2 separate regions of the Macaca mulatta genome follow, and region 2 is linked to region 1. A link is a contact called in public Hi-C data. All regions are on one chromosome and are shown on one strand. Each heading gives the region's core, a stretch centred on a gene start, on an enhancer-like site or on the middle of the called end of the contact. The rest is flanking DNA. Distances are from core to core; before and after follow the strand shown. Region 1 holds the start of CDKN2A (cyclin dependent kinase inhibitor 2A). Region 2 holds the start of MTAP (methylthioadenosine phosphorylase).

Evidence for each region. A called contact is a pair of places that touch in the nucleus more often than the background predicts.
Region 2: a contact with region 1 is called in a Hi-C map of blood, with 6 times the contacts expected there. The contact joins the promoter of MTAP here to the promoter of CDKN2A in region 1. A contact is called at or near these places in 2 of 14 Hi-C or Micro-C datasets (CD4 T cells and blood).

The regions. Positions count from the first base shown.
Region 1 is chr15:77,220,326-77,223,630 of T2T-MMU8v2.0, reverse strand. CDKN2A (cyclin dependent kinase inhibitor 2A) reads right to left here and starts at 1,922. Exons shown (of 3, transcript XM_077966006.1): 1 at 1,738-1,922.
Region 2 is chr15:77,386,996-77,390,623 of T2T-MMU8v2.0, reverse strand. MTAP (methylthioadenosine phosphorylase) reads left to right here and starts at 1,401. Exons shown (of 8, transcript NM_001261737.1): 1 at 1,401-1,468. The coding sequence starts at 1,436. It overlaps LOC106993734 (a long non-coding RNA gene), which reads right to left and starts at 1,316. Exons shown (of 4, transcript XR_003723249.2): 1 at 1-1,316.

The DNA.
Region 1 (3,305 bases), core at 673-3,172:
CCTGGCGAAGCCTCATTAAATTACTTTTAGACTTATTATACAAGTTTTAATTAGCATTGTGCACATTTTAACTGTATATATATTCTTTCAGTTTTCCTGGTTATAGGAAATTACACCGGCTGTGTCAACATTTGTCAATGTGAGGACAAAACTACCTCCGATTCTGTTTTTCAAGAAGTAGGCCTCATTTTTAAACTGTGCTAACTGTAGTCTGAGATGACTAAAATATTATCAGTTGGGATTTTTCAGGAACAGTTCTGCATTTCTGTCGTTTGCTAAACATACGAGCAAAGTCCCGAGCAGTTTCAATCACTCAGGCCGCCGGACCTCTACCTCTAACTCACAAAGAAAGCCCATTTTCCTGTTGGCTGCAAAACTCCCCCCAGAAGCAAGTGCTGGCTCCTCGCAGCAGTAACTGATCCTACGATCCTTGTTAGCATTTCAGGAAGTCACTGCCTGCGTGGTCCTTCTCTCTCGGGTCCTCCACTCTCCTGGAAGGTGGGAGAAGGTGACCCCGCCGGCAGGTTGGGGAGAAAAAAGGCCGCCTCCAGAAAACTTCGATGGTTAGCAATAATTCCCCCCAAGGAGAAAGAAAGTGTGCTTGAAATACACCTTTCCTACTGTGTGTGTGTGTGTGTGTGTGTGTGTGTGTGTGTGTGTGTGTGTCTTAGTCATTCCTACCCAGGATATTCGGGAGTCACTGACTTCTGAGGTGGGTTTAGAAGCTCTGTTCGCCTCAGTTTCACACGATTGAGGGTGCTGTGTGAAGGGAGGTCCAGGTTCAGTGGTACTGCGAGAACCACATGTCTAAGTCGTTGTAACCCGAATGGAGAAGCCTCCACCGCCGGTTATCTCCTCCTCCTAGCCTAGGCTAGAGACGAATTATCTGTTTACGAAATCACACCAAACAAAACAAGTGTCGAATGCGCCCCGGACTTTGCGAGGGCCTTTCCTACCTGGTCTTCTAGGATGCGGCTGCTGCCCTAGACGCTGGCTCCTCAGTAGCATCAGCACGAGGGCCACAGCGGCGGGCGCCCCTGGCGCTGCCCACTCCCCCGCGAGCCGCGGGATGTGAACCACGAAAACCCTCACTCGCGGCGGGCCGCACGCGCGCCGAATCCGGAGGGTCACCAAGAACCTGCGCACCATGTTCTCGCCGCCTCCACTGCCGAGCTCGGCAGCCGCTGCGCCGCCCTTTGGCACCAGAGGTGAGCAGCGCCGCTCCTGCCCCCCTAACTGCAGACTGGGACCCACGCGCCGCCCCCTGCCCATCTCCGCCCTGCAGGCGCGCACCCGCCTTCCCTGAGCGCGCCCGCCCCCCACCTCCACCCCCACCCCCACCCCCGCCCCCACTTCCACCCGGACCTCCAAGATCTCGGAACGGCTCTGAGCCCTGCGCACGCGGGAAGGGCTGCAGGAGGCGCCGGTAGAGAGGCGCGCGCGCGGGCGGCTCGGGGCCCGCGTTCCTCTCCCTCCCGCCTACCGCCACTTTCCCGCCCTGTGTGCGCCCCCACCCCCACCACCATCTTCCCACCCTCAGCGCGGGCGCCCCGCGGTGACGGCCCAGGGGCCGGACGCCTGGAACGCAACTCCAGGCAGCTCGCCCCCTAGCTACATCCGTCACCTGACACGGCCCTACCAGGAACAGCCGCGCTCCCGCGGGTTCTGGTGCTGCTCGCGTCCCCGCTCCCCTATTCCCCTTGCTTTATTCCTAGCTCCCCTCGTCGAAAGTCTTACATTCTTCGAACTAGATTGTTTAAAAAAGCAAAAGGAAGAAAGGAAAGCGAGGTCATCTCATTGCTCTCTCCGCCAATCAGGAGGCTGAATGTCAGTTTTGAACTAAAAGCCGCTCCGCTCCTCTTCTAGATTGGGAAAACAAGCGAAATTAAACGAAACCGCTGCACGCCTCCGACGCGACATCTGGACACGGCGTGGCGCTGGCGCTGCGGGAGCTGCGGGCCCGGCCTGGCGCCGGACTAGGTAGGTGGAGTCGCACCCGGGGGTCCCAACTGGGTCCGGGCGCCCCTTCCCCTCCCAGCTGCTCCGTCGCCGAGGGCGCCGGACTGGGACAAGAACGGAGTCCTTTGTGTCTAGCCCATTTTTATTTTCGGTTTTAACCTTCATGACAGGCGCAGAGCATCAGAGCGCTTCTTCCTCTTTCCTCTTCCCCCCGCGCTCTCCTCCCCTGCGGGCCGCTCTCCTCCTGTCGCCGCGTCCTCGCGTAGAATGGTTGTCTTGGCCACCGTTGACTGCAGCCGCCTCCACGCTCTTTCAGGCGCCCAGACACCCCGACACCCCTTGATCCCGCCGCCTGACTCCTAGGCGTAAGCTCTCGCTCCTGTCTCCCCCTCCGTGTCCCCTCCTCCCCTTTTCTTCCACATCGCCGATCCTTTCTGGACTGTCTGTCTCCCTTCTTCCTTTCCAGCCGGGGCACAGGAAAAGCGGTCCTGTCTGGGAACAGTAAAAGCAGGGCAAGGAAAGGAAGGAGCGGCAGAAAGGAGGGGTGAGTCGAGGACACAGGGGTAGCCCGAGAATGCGGAGGAGCCGGGTCCTGAGCGCGGTCTAAGCGAGGCTCGGCTCTCGGCCAGGAACTCCGACGCGGGCTCGCAGGCTCTCCGCGCGCGGGAAGTCGAGCCCAGGACGCCGCCTTCAGGCCGGCGCGCTGACCCGGTGCCCCGACCCGGAGTCTGCGGTCTGCTTGGATCTGTCCTAAACCCGCGGCCTGAGTGGCTGGGTGTGTGCCAGAGGATACGGGACTAGGCCCAGCTCCCGGAACCTGGAAATGTGGCCAGCTTCTCAGTGGCTTCCTGTTCATGCGCTTGGGCCTAGTGGCCTAGTTGAAGAAGTGGAACCACAGCGTGAGCCGACAGGGCCTTACAGATCAGAAGTCAAGCCCCCCAACCTTACAGGGGAGGAAAGTGAGGCCTGCACTGGCGGAGCCACCCACTAAAGGCGGTGCGGTAGCCTAGAGGAGCGGCAGACTTCTCTTTCCCCATCCCCCGCCCCATCGCTTGACTTTGCTGCCGGACCTCTGTCCAAACCCAAGACAAAACGGGGCCGTTTGGATAAAGTGAGATTTAGTGATCACTCTTACGTGGCCACTCTAAATATCTATCTAGATATTTACAAATGCACCTCACCGGTAGGTAGAGTTCACTTAGAATTTACCCAACACCGTGCTTTGTGCTGGGGCCACATGCCACCTGTCTGTCTAGTATGACTGCTCTTTCTCCCTCTTCACAAATCTAGCTCTTTTTCCTTCAGGTCTCTTCTGAAGTAGCCCATCCTCAGAAATGCTTCCCTTT
Region 2 (3,628 bases), core at 152-2,651, 170 kb before region 1:
ACTCCCTGTCTCCTGTTTCTCAAAGGAGCATCCGAATTCTACTTTCATTCCTCTTTTACCATTGCATTTTATAACTTAAAAGAAATAGATTATTGTAACAGAATAAAGAAAACTTTACATTGTGAGAAAATTTAGACCTAAAGCATATAGTAATAAGAGGACGAAAGTCTATACTGTTTAAGTAAACAGGTTCTATGAGGCTAACATCACACAGTGGTATTTTGAATTAAATTGTACTTGTGTTTCGTTTCCGTGTTTTGCTACTGTAAGAGGAAAGCATCCCCTTTCTCGGCCTGCCTCCCACCTCCAGGCTAATTTGCAGCATTTCTACATCTCAGAGTCCACCCTGAAGATCCTTGTCAACCATTGTTTTGTTGCAGAACGCTTAATCCATCAAGGAAGGTTAAATTGGATTATCCCAGTAGGGAAGGGATGGGGGCTTTGAGCATGAGGGATTCTCCCTGTAAAGGGCTGGTGGTGGTGGGGTGTGTGTGTGTGTGTGTGTGTGTGTGTGTGTCCTGCTAGTGTTGAATGATGGAGACCTTAGTCTGGATTCTGAATCCAGGTGTACTGGATAGCGCTCCGGCGTAGAAAGGGTTAAAGATGCCCCCAGTCGGGTAGAGCAGACTGGGAGTTGCGCACGGTCTCAAACGCCTTAAAGCCGCTCCTCACATTGAAGATAAGTAAATCATAGTTCGTAAATCAGAAAGATTATCCAGTAGTACGTTACTCTGTTTATTTCCCTTTCGTCATCCCTGAGTCTTGGGTCAAGTCCATCCCAGCTGTGTCCTCCAGGAATCAAGGCAAATACGCAAACCCCCCGTGGGTTCGCAGCCGTAGGAAGTGCAAACCACGCCCCCGCCACGGCAGCCGCCCCGCGTTAACTGCCTGAGAGAATCTCTGGCCGGCCAGTTCCGTCCTTGGTGAGGATTTTCCCTTGCGCGAGAACTTGTGGAACGCCGCCGGGCCAGAATGCTGAGGCCTCTGACGCCACGAATATCGGGCCAAGCAGGGAGTGCTGCTGTTCCTTACAGGGTTTTTGTGAATGTTAAGTAAGCCAATTAAAGTCCAAAACACGCAGTCTGGAACAATACAGCGCTCGATAAATTGTCTCCATTATTATCATTATCCGTTAGTTACAACTGGGGATTTAAAAAAAAAAAAAAAAAACCCGACAAAAACCCGGAGAACCGGAAAGGTCTGCAAAAGGGGCGGAACGCGGGAACTTCGATTTGGGGAAGGGGTGGCGGGGGAGATCCCACACAAGCAGCCAATCCAGCTGTCCCGGGGAGGAAGAGGAGGAGTCAAGGCCCGCCCCGGGTCTCCGCACTGCTCAGTCCCGCTCTGTGGGGTTGGCACGGTTGCAGCTCTTCGGTCCCTTTGGTTCTCTTAGTCCCGAGCGCTCGCCCACTGCAGCTTCCTTTCCCGTGCAGATATGGCCTCTGGCACCACCACCACCGCCGTGAAGGTGAGATGAGCCCTCCCAGCCGCAGCGGTTCGCCCTGCCGAGTGCCTTCTCGCCCCCGCCCCGGCGTACCGCGCCTCCCGGGGCCATACGCCCGGCCCGCGCGCCCCTGCCGCGGCGGGGAGGGACCGGGGCTGGGCACTCGGGACTCACTTGCCGCTCGAGGAGAGGGTACGCTTGCGAATGATCCCCTCCCCGATACACACACACATACACACACACACACACACACACACACCACCTTTTGGCTCATCTGCACCCGCTGCCCGTAGGGCGTAGGCACCCCTTTAGAGAGAGGTGTCGTGGATGGGAGAGGCTGCGCCCAGGCCGCCACCATTCCTGAGCACCACTGTTCTCCCGAGAAAGACACCCGGCTAGAGCCAGCAGGTGTCCGGGCGCCTGCAGCTTCTGTGACCATCTCCTAGTGCCTTGCGGGACTCCAGCTTCCGCTCTCTGACTCTGCTTGCTGCCTGTGGCCCACGTGGGAGAACTGCTTACTTGCTCTTTTGCATGCTTCCGGCTTCTTCCTCCGAACGTAGGCCTCCGTGCTGAAGTTTTCCCCAGCAGCGCAATGCTGTAGGGGTTCTGAGACTTTCTTCGAAAAGTACAGGCGTCCCTTTTTAGGGCTGCACCGTTTGGAGGCGTCTGGCTTCAAACTGCTTTGTTTTGCAGCCTTGCAAGTTAGAGTTCAATTTCCTTGTGCCCTAGGCCCTGAGAGGTCTCGATACAAGGAATCATTGTGCGGTGGGAAGCTTTGTGCTGGAGAGGGCACAAGTTCTGAGAGTAGCAGCTGGCTTCCCTGGGGTTTTAAATACTTCTCTCCTGGTTAGTATTCCGAGAGAGAATTACAGCACATAAAGAAAAATTGATGCTAAAACTTAAGACCTCTTCTAGGGAGTTTATTACTGGCTAAGAACGCAGTTAACTTGTTTGATTTTTAGAAATGTTTGACCTATGGGATAGGAAGGTCTGCGATCTTCTCCAGAGCATCTCGATACCCTACACTCGACTGCAGTTTTCCCGGGAGAAGGCGAATCTCTGCGGTCACTGTGTAATCAGCCAGATTAGTTTATTAAGCCCTTGCAGGTTTAAATGAGCCACTTAGAATGAGAGGAATGGTGAAGGGTGTTGCATCCAGACTTACATATGAAACTTATTTTGTCATTTTGAGAAGAATCTTGCATCCAGCAACTATTTATAAAAGGCCTCGCCCCTGCCTTCATGGTTTGGTGGAAACAAGGCAGAAATGGTTTTCATGAAACTCTTGTGAAGTATGTGACTACTCTTGGGTGCTCATCTATAAACTGAGAATTTTACTGCCGAATTTGCTGGGAGAGCTAGAATTAAATTGTCTATGTTGCACATGGTTGAAGCTTATTAAGTGGTAGTGCTTATAAGTGGGGGAACTGAGATTAATTTTGAATGACCTTTTCCCCAACAATTATTAAGTTATTGTGTTAGGTATCATTAGGCCACAACATTTCACCTTACCCTTGCAGGAATACACTTCGAATGCCATTAAAAATAGAGAGATGGTGTTTGAAACAGTCTTACTTCAATCTGATTAGCATTCTCCCTGCCACACGGTTTCCCTTCAAATTAATGCAGTGCATTTAAGTGCAGAATGGGCAGTGTGATTCTCAGAGACCTGATGTAAATATTGAATAATGTGTATTTTTGATCTTGGCAAGCTTCTGGATATAAAATTAAGAGATACATATGGTGCCAGGACTGCCTGCTGATTTCTCCTTCAGTTTAGAACAGATGACAGCTTTGCTGTTGAGATTCCATGATGCCAGCACCATATTCCCCAGACTTCTAAGGCAACATTCTGTATAGAAAATGTGAGGTGCCAGTGTCCAGAGCAAAATAGGTTAAAAAAAACTACATCCTATTGCCAAATTATTGAATAATGGGACTGGAAAATGTTCCTTCAAGACCATCCGTATAACCACACAAATCCCTTTTGCAGGTGTAAAGTTGAGACGCAGAAAGGTCAGCTAAGGTGTCCAGAATTACACAGCTGGACCTAGATAAGGACACAATTGGGCCTAGAGCCTGGCATTCCACCAACTAGATGTGAGGCATTTCTGAAATCTGAAGTGTGGTCTCTCTGCCCTGTTTTCTTGTGACTTAATGCACAATTAAAATGAGCACTTGATA